2 separate regions of the Mus musculus genome follow, and region 2 is linked to region 1. Evidence: chromatin contacts called from public promoter capture Hi-C data. All regions are on one chromosome and are shown on one strand. The core of a region is the stretch at or near the end of the contact, and the rest is flanking DNA. Distances in the headings are between cores, read along the strand shown. Region 1 overlaps Uty (ubiquitously transcribed tetratricopeptide repeat containing, Y-linked). Region 2 holds the start of Uty (ubiquitously transcribed tetratricopeptide repeat containing, Y-linked).

The links. Promoter capture Hi-C pulls out the DNA fragments that hold promoters and counts their contacts.
Region 2: a contact with region 1 is called in a promoter capture Hi-C map of the HPC-7 cell line. The contact joins the promoter of Uty here to the enhancer-like site in region 1. A contact is called at or near these places in 9 of 39 promoter capture datasets (the HPC-7 cell line, cranial neural crest, frontonasal cranial neural crest and 4 more), 2 of 484 Hi-C or Micro-C datasets (granulocyte-monocyte progenitors and muscle stem cells), 2 of 115 datasets of contacts at active chromatin or transcription factors (the 230-238 cell line and embryonic stem cells) and 3 of 9 other capture datasets (adipose tissue, liver and macrophages).

The regions. Positions count from the first base shown.
Region 1 is chrY:1,161,944-1,165,906 of GRCm38.p6, reverse strand. The region is part of intron 14 of Uty (ubiquitously transcribed tetratricopeptide repeat containing, Y-linked); the gene reads left to right. Among named protein-coding and RNA genes, the nearest start is that of Uty, 82 kb to the left of the region's middle. Within about 2 kb of position 2,691, at least 1 of the 459 cell types and tissues checked has an H3K27ac peak or open chromatin away from gene starts, as enhancers often do. A contact at or near this core is called in the HPC-7 cell line, where this site is marked.
Region 2 is chrY:1,243,728-1,247,733 of GRCm38.p6, reverse strand. Uty (ubiquitously transcribed tetratricopeptide repeat containing, Y-linked) reads left to right here and starts at 1,975. Exons shown (of 27, transcript NM_009484.3): 1 at 1,975-2,327; 2 at 2,515-2,578. The coding sequence starts at 2,182.

The DNA.
Region 1 (3,963 bases), core at 1,442-3,941:
CTGGAAGCTATTTTGTTTTTCACTTTCCTGACCAAATTCAATAACTTACAAAAGATCTTCAGTTCTTCATTGTAAAAAGAGAATCCGTATTTCATGTCTTTTTTTCCAGTTGTAGGCTAATATATGTCTTCTGAGCATGATTACAAAATGTTTGTAAGAGGAAGTGCTTATGAACTTTAGTATAATTTTATTTCCTGGATGAGATCAGCACTGTGTTAGGTTTATTCTAGAGTAAGAAGAACTAGTCAATTTCTATTGCAAGCTACAGCAAATTATAAATTGAACTTCTATGGAGTCTAAACTTTAAGGGAATTTGCAAAGAGAGAAAAAGACTTTGAAAAAGGTTCTTTGTTGTTGTTAGAGGATGACTTACAAAGATGAATGGTCAAAATGAGAAAGTTTTGTGAACCTTTTCTTTTTTGAGATAGTAAGATTTTAAAGGTACTGACATACTTTTCCTCAAATGTTTTTCTTAGGCTTTACTTTAGAGATATTTTAGCTATAGAGAAAACTTACTAAGGATGTCCATGTTCATACTGATCTCTCTCCACATCTGTATTTTAAGACTTTTGTATTTTATGTTATGTAAGTACACTGTAGGTGTCTTCAGACTCACCAGAAGAGGGCATCAAATCCCATTACAGGTGGTTGTGAGCCACCATTTAGTTGCTGGGAATTGAACTCAGGACTTCTGGAAGAGTAGTCAGAGGCACCTCTCTAGCCCCTACTTTCTCCATATCTTAATTTCTCTTAACACTTTGCATTAGGGTGATGCAGTCTTCAGAGTAATTAATCCACTTTTCTAAATTTAATCTGTACTTAACATCTTAACTTGGAGCAATCACAATGTTTTAATTGTCTCTGGAGAGTGGCTTTTCCAGAATATTACCTTTGTTTTTATACTATACCATTTTCCTTCAAACTTGACATCTTTATCTTTTACTTTTACTTTTACTTGGAGGGGCTGGAGAGGTGGCTCTTGACTGCTACTACATATAGTTTACCCTGCCTATTATTTATAGTTTTAATTCTTAAGTGATGGTCTCTTCTATGGATATATAATTTGTTAATTACTGTCACTGGTTGATCAACTTATATATAAGTCATGAGTTGACAGTTAATATCATTCATCTGGATGTTTTAAATCAGTGGAATAAATACCTAGGTATCTTGGCCAAGCTAAACAGTATAACTGTTTAATTTTATAACTTTACCAAACTCTAGTTTAACTTAACATTTTGTATCCCACTTTCATGATGGACACACTATCTCTAGAACTGTTGACACTGTTTTGGAGTTCAGTGATGCTTATTAGGGATCAGTGACATTTCACTATAATATTTTAAATATTTAATTTAATGTTCACTCACACATGCATGTTATATGATCTGATTAAATCTTCCTTCTACCTCCATTGAGAGAGACACTCACTCCAGAAAAAAATTGGGACTGTACAATACAAGCCTCTCAAGTTGATGTGTATAAACAGGATTTCCATTCCAGCAAATATGTTTTCCTTTTGGACATCAATTTCTTCTGGCTCTTCACATTTGGTGTTCACAAATGGCTGGTTATCATCAGTGTGCCACATATGGCAGGTTGCCATCAGTGTGTTTACACATGGCAGGTTGTCGTCAATGTGGCACACATTGGCAGACTGTCATCAGTGTGGTAGTCCCATAAATAGCTGAGCTCATCATAATATCTTCTTCAATGCATATCCACCAGTTGTGGGGCCAGGAGTGTGTTTTCTTTCATAATCAGCTACCTATACTCCACTAGATTGTCCTAATTTGTTGTTGTTTTTGGTGGTGGTGGTGGTGGTGGTGGTGGTGGTGGTGGTGGTGGTGGTGGTGGTGGTGGTGGTGGTGGTGGTGGTGGTGGTGGTGGTGGTGGCGGTGGTGGTGGTGGTGGTGGTGGTGGCGGTGGTGGCGGCGACGGTGGTGGTGGTGGCGGTGGCGATAGTGGTGAGTGTCTCTCAATAAGTTTCTAAACAAAAGCACCTGAAGTTGTTGTAGGAAGAAATGGTGAGGGGAAAAGGGAGGAATTGGAAGGAATGGAATAGATGTTGATTTAATCAGATATAATATTCAAGCATGAGTATTAATTATTTAATAATCATCTACTGCAAAAAAAAAAAAAAGAAGCTCCTCTGATGAGCATTGATTGGGGTTATACAATGGATATAAAGAAATGATTTGCCAGGGCTATACAGAGAAACCCTGTCTCGGGGGTGGGGGTGGGGGGGGAGAAAGGAAGGAGATGAGAGGAGAGGAGAGGTGAGGGGAGGGGGGAGGTGAGGGGAGAGAGGGAGAGGAGGGGAGGGGGGGAGGGGAGAGGGGAGGGGAGGGGAGGGGAGGGGAGGGGAGGAGAGGAGAGGAGAGGAGAGGAGAGGAGAGGAGAGGAGAGGAGAGGAGAGGAGATTTGCATCTTGTGCAGCAGGAATTAAGTTCAGTCAAAGAGAAGTTGGGTGTTCATACATTATCTATATCCATATTGTTTTCCTAATCTTGCCATTCTAGCTATGTTGTAAATTTCATGTTTCATAGCTGGATATCATAGAAGAACATTACAGTATTGTCAAAGCTAATCATTACAAATACAACTTGCCTGGTCTCTACAAGATTGATTGCCCAATTTCCTGTGACTCAGATGTAATGTTTTTTCAGCAGTATTGTCTTAACTGTCAGTTTCTGGAGAATAGCTATATGCTGTGTCAGCATGTATAGTGTTTTTGTTTGTTTTGTTGAGTCTGATGGTGCTATTGCAATGGAATACAATGACCAGCAACTCAGAGAGGTAAACCATACTTGGAACTGGTCTTTTTAAGCCATAGTTCCTGGGTAGGTATTGATTCCCTGTTTTAATGTTACTCTGTTTGGTTTGCACATGGGACTGAAAAGGTCTTTAGTGTTATTTATCCCCCAGAATATTCTCTCTTTTACCATTCCCTTACATTTCCACCCCACTTAACCTTTCCTGTTCTGTTATTCTGCTTTTCTCCTTTCCCCTTAGTAACACTTGTGTTCTGTACCCTTTTACTTGAAATCTCTTTTCATGATCGCTTATTAGTTTCCTGCCTTTTGTAAGTATTTTAACTGAAGCATGTATATCTAAAAAGTCTAACCTAGCATCCACAAATAAGGAAATCTGTGCTGTTATTCTCTCCAGGTCATGGTAACTTTGTTCAAAATAATTTTTCCAGTTTTTTCCTTTTAAATCTGAGTTTCATATTTTCCACTTTTATTTTACAGTGAAACAATAGTCATTTGTGCATATGAACTGCATTTTTATTATCTGTTATCTGTTCATTTAGTAATGGTCATCTAGTCTGTTTCCTACCCATTGTGGCAACAATGTACATGGATGAGTCTTTTGAGTAGATCCTAGATTAGTTTCTAGCTTTTTTTGAATACCCTCTACCCTGATTTTCATAGTAGCTATACCAGTTTGTATATTCCATCATCATTTCTCTTTACCTGTACCCACCCAGCATTTGATGTCTCCTTAAAGTTTTATCCTATGCTTTCTGATTTAGATTAAGATTAAATCTGAAAGTACTAATTATCATTTCCCCTGCTAGCTAAGCATGTTGAACACTGAGAAGAAATATATTTTGGCCACATGTATTTATTGTTTTTAGAAGTCTCATTAACTTCATGCCCTATAATCTTTGCCCTTCTTTTTCTTCCTAATTTTTATTATTTTAAGTAATTTTAGATTTAAATATATTTTGAACATGTTCTTCCCATTTCCCAATTCCTTCCAGATTCTTTACCCTTCCATATCCATCCAACTTTAAGATGTTCCTAACCAAACAAAAACACAATACAAAACAAAACCCCTAAAACCAAGAAATCAAAATATAACCCCCTACTCAAACAAACAATAACAGAACCAAATTGTAGCCAAATAAGAGCATAGAGACAAAACTGTGTAGTGCATTATATATTGGTCAACTAC
Region 2 (4,006 bases), core at 726-3,225, 83 kb before region 1:
AGAGAAATGGCTTTGAATTAAAATCAGTCATGTGATCATGCAAAGAAACCTCTACAAATCTATGAACTTTCCATATTTGTCCAATTAGGGGTAAGCATACATCCTCACTGACTTCCTGTCTGCATATTTCTCACCTGTGTGTGATCAAGCATATCCTGAGCACTTGGGGCAACAAACCTTGCTATTGAACTAAAACACAACCTCCAGTATTCTGCAGTTATTTGTCCTTAGGTAAGTGTAGCATACACATTAACTTTAAAGAATTCCCAGAGCTGATTTTTTGTTTGTTTGTTTGTTTGTTTGTTTGTTTGTTTTTGAGAGAAAGTTTTTCTGTGTAGCCCTGGCTGTCCTGGAACTCACTCTGTAGACCAGGCTTCCTCAAACTCAGAAATCCACCTGCCTCTGCCTCCCAAGTGCTGGGATTAAAGGCGTGCACCACCACGGCTGGCTCTGACTTTTTTTTTTTTTAAGAGTTACTTTATTTATATGAGTACACTGTTACTGTTTTCAGACACCCCAGAAGAGGGCATTGGATCCCATTACAGATGGTTGTGAACCACCATGTTGGTGGTGGGAATTGAACTCAGGACCTCTGGAAGAGCAGTCAGTGCTCTTAACCATACCATGCAGTTAGTATCTGAGAGTAAAGTAGCAGAAGCTATACACCGTCTGAGAATCAATTCTTGTAGTGTAGGCTTCTGGAGTCCCAGAAACTGCTTTTCAAGTTAAATTGGGTGCAGGGAGGGAGGGGGAGAATAGGTCTAATTGTTTCTGAAACCTTTTGGCAGAAGGGTAAAAGATAAGTCAGATTGCCTGTTTTTTGCATCTTATGGCTTCCAGGTCTGCAAAGTGTTTTAGAAGCTTCCTAGAATTTTGTTATGGAAGCTTTTGAAAAGACTTAGACATGTTTTGTGGACCTGGTTTGGGGGTAGGGAATTTACTTGAAGAGGGATTAGGTAGTGTTTGCTAGCCAGTCTTCAATACAATTCAAGTTTAAGGTCATCTTAGATTTATAAATATTTGTGTTGGAGACTTGTGATACTGGTTTCTGAGATGGGGAACTAGGTTTCCTTGTGAAGGTCCAGGCCCAGTAAGTAATGGTAATACAAGTCAATTCAAAACTCCTGAGAACAGCAAAATTGGAACTTGTCTTATTATATTTTTTATTATTGTATTATATATAAATGAATGCTCCTCTTACAAAGTGTTGGATCATATTTACAAATTTTAGCTACAACAACCAAAAGGTCAAAAGAAATGGTATTGTTCTCAAATGGTTACTGCATCTTCAAAATGCAATGAGGGATTCCCCCGTCCTTCCCCCCCCCCCGCCCCCTCACGTCACTCCTTGCCCCCGCAGGGATAACCTTTGTGAGGGACTGTTCATTCACTATGATCTGTTGTTTAAGGACAAAGTCATGTGACTTTTATAAAGTTTTTTTGGTTTGATGTGGTTGAGTGGATGGGTAATTAATGAGTTTAGCTATGGTGGTGACAAAAAAACACGACCCAGTTACTCATTGAGGATGATTTCAATTTTAGCTGAATACATTTTGTTTTCCCAACGTGTGTGTCATTACTTCAAGATCTTAATTTTAAAGTTTGCTAGAATTAGTATTAAGGAGCACCGATTCTGGGAACTTAACAGAAGGTGTTCTGTAAGGCAAGAGGAAAATTTTTTTTTTTAACTATTTGGTCTCTAATTGGCTTTCATGTGCCCTAAAAACCGATGTTTGATGTATTTTTTCTTAGTGCTCTTTGTTCCTTGTGAGATCAGTATAGCAATTAAATGAAAGGGTCTGGATATCTAGTGTGGAATAAGAAAGAGTTACAAAGCATACCTAAAACTAATTTCACTGTGGTCGGTAGGTAGAGCTCTTAGGCTGACATCACGAGCTAGCGAAGTAGCAAGTTTAGCTGCACTGGTGATGACGCAAGTCAACAAAAGTCACGTGGGATAAAACGGTTGCTTCCATTGGAAAGCCTGGCTTTAGGGAGAGGTTATGGACGTTACGTGCGGTTCACACTGACGGTATTATAACAACTTTATGCGGATGCTAGCGAAGTTTGATATTCTAAGAACTTCGCTTAGGTTCTGCAACAATGAGTTCTTCTTGCGTTCACCATCTGCGTGGTAATGTGACCAGATAGCCTCTGCCGCTTTCTCCTTTGCCAGTTTCCATGAAATCTTACGGATTATCTCTCACTACTGCTGCCCTAGGTAATGAGGAAAAGAAAATGGCGGCGGAAAAGGCTAGAGGCGAGGGCGAAGAGGGGTCCTTCAGTCTCACAGTCGAAGAGAAGAAGGCGCTTTGTGGATTAGATAGGTACGCACTGCTAATACTTACAGGTTGTCTTTCTCTCTCCGGGTTCAAAAGACTCTCCAGGAGGCCTGACTGCATCTTGCTTGCGGTGACGACTCGCTTTCGCCTAGCACTGTTAACAATGTTTTGGGAGATTTTTTACTGATGTCTTTCTGTGATCATTAACAAGAGCCATGTATTTCTTCCACAGCAGCTTCTTCGGGTTCTTGACCCGATGCAAAGATGGCGCCAAGATGAAGACGCTGTTGAACAAGGTCAGCAACTGTTTAAACATAATTACTTATATTTTTCTCCTAAGCTTTTCACTGTTCCAAGCCTGGAGCCTCTCCCTACTCTGAAAGTGCTCATTATAGCTTTTAGGGATCTTTGAAACTTTTTTTTTCCTTCCCCGTTTCTCCTTTCTTGGCTTACTTTCCTGATAGTTTGAGGCCCTGCCTCAGCATACAGCCCAGAGCACTGCTTATTTTGCAGTTTTTCTGAGGTCAGCTATATCCTCCAGTTACTCATCTCAAGTTATGAGAAGACGCTTGGTTGTTGCAGCCTCTTGTGATATACACACGTTTTATTATTTTCCCATAAGGGACAAGTTATAGGTAAGGAGATAAAGAGTTTCCGTACTTAAAAAGAATTTTTTACGATGCAGTAGTAATACTATGCAGAAATAATACTGAATTCCAGTTTGGAATGTTAATTTTTTTTTTTTTTTACTTCCTTGTAGTTTATTTTCCAGAGAGTGAGAGAGCACACGGCATTTCCTTTGTGAAACTTTGCATTGTCATTTAGTTATTGGCTGCTGGTATCAATCAAGATGGTGGGAAATAGAGGGAGGAGAGGGGAAATGAAACAGTTTTAGAAAGGAAACAGGGTAGTTTTACCAAGAAAATATTAAACCTAGCAAGTACAGGTTAATGAAAAGTATTCCCCATTACTTAAAAGGAGAATTATCAAGTCTTTTTAAACCTTTAAAAAAAGATTCTTAGCCGGGCGGGGTGGCACATGCCTTTAATCCCAGCACTTGGGAGGCAGAGGCAGGCAGATTTCTGAGTTTGAGGCCAGTCTGGTCTACAGAGTGAGTTCCAGGACAGCCAGGGCTACACAGAGATACCCTGTCTCAAAAAAAAAAAAAAAATTCTTAAAGGTAACATATTTAGATACTTGTAAACCATAGCAAAAAAAGCACAGATCTGTGACATACATACTTGTTACCATTATATAGTTTCCGTTCTAATGAAAATCAGTGATTATAAACTTGATAATTTCATACCACCAATGAAGTATTAATAGTATTCTTTTTTGGTTTTTGGAGACAGGGTTTCTCAGTATAGCTCTGGTTGCTATACAGTTAATAGTGTTCTTAACATATATGTGTATATATAAATTTATGTATGTATGTATATATATATATACATATATATATATGCATATTATGCACACATAATTTTTGGTTTGGTTTGGTTGTGAGCCTAGCCTTTAAGGACTGAGTCCAAGATTTAAACACTCTTCAGGTGATATGTATAGAAACATATTTCTGTTTACTAGTAGGTTGCTAGGTTTCTGGTGTACAGTGGGTAATTTTAAATTTGATGTTAACCTCCACACTCTTTTAAGATTTCATGGTAAAAGCTTAAAGAAATGATTTTGTCTAGTTTTTATTTTTATTTTTTAATTTTTTTTATTTTTTT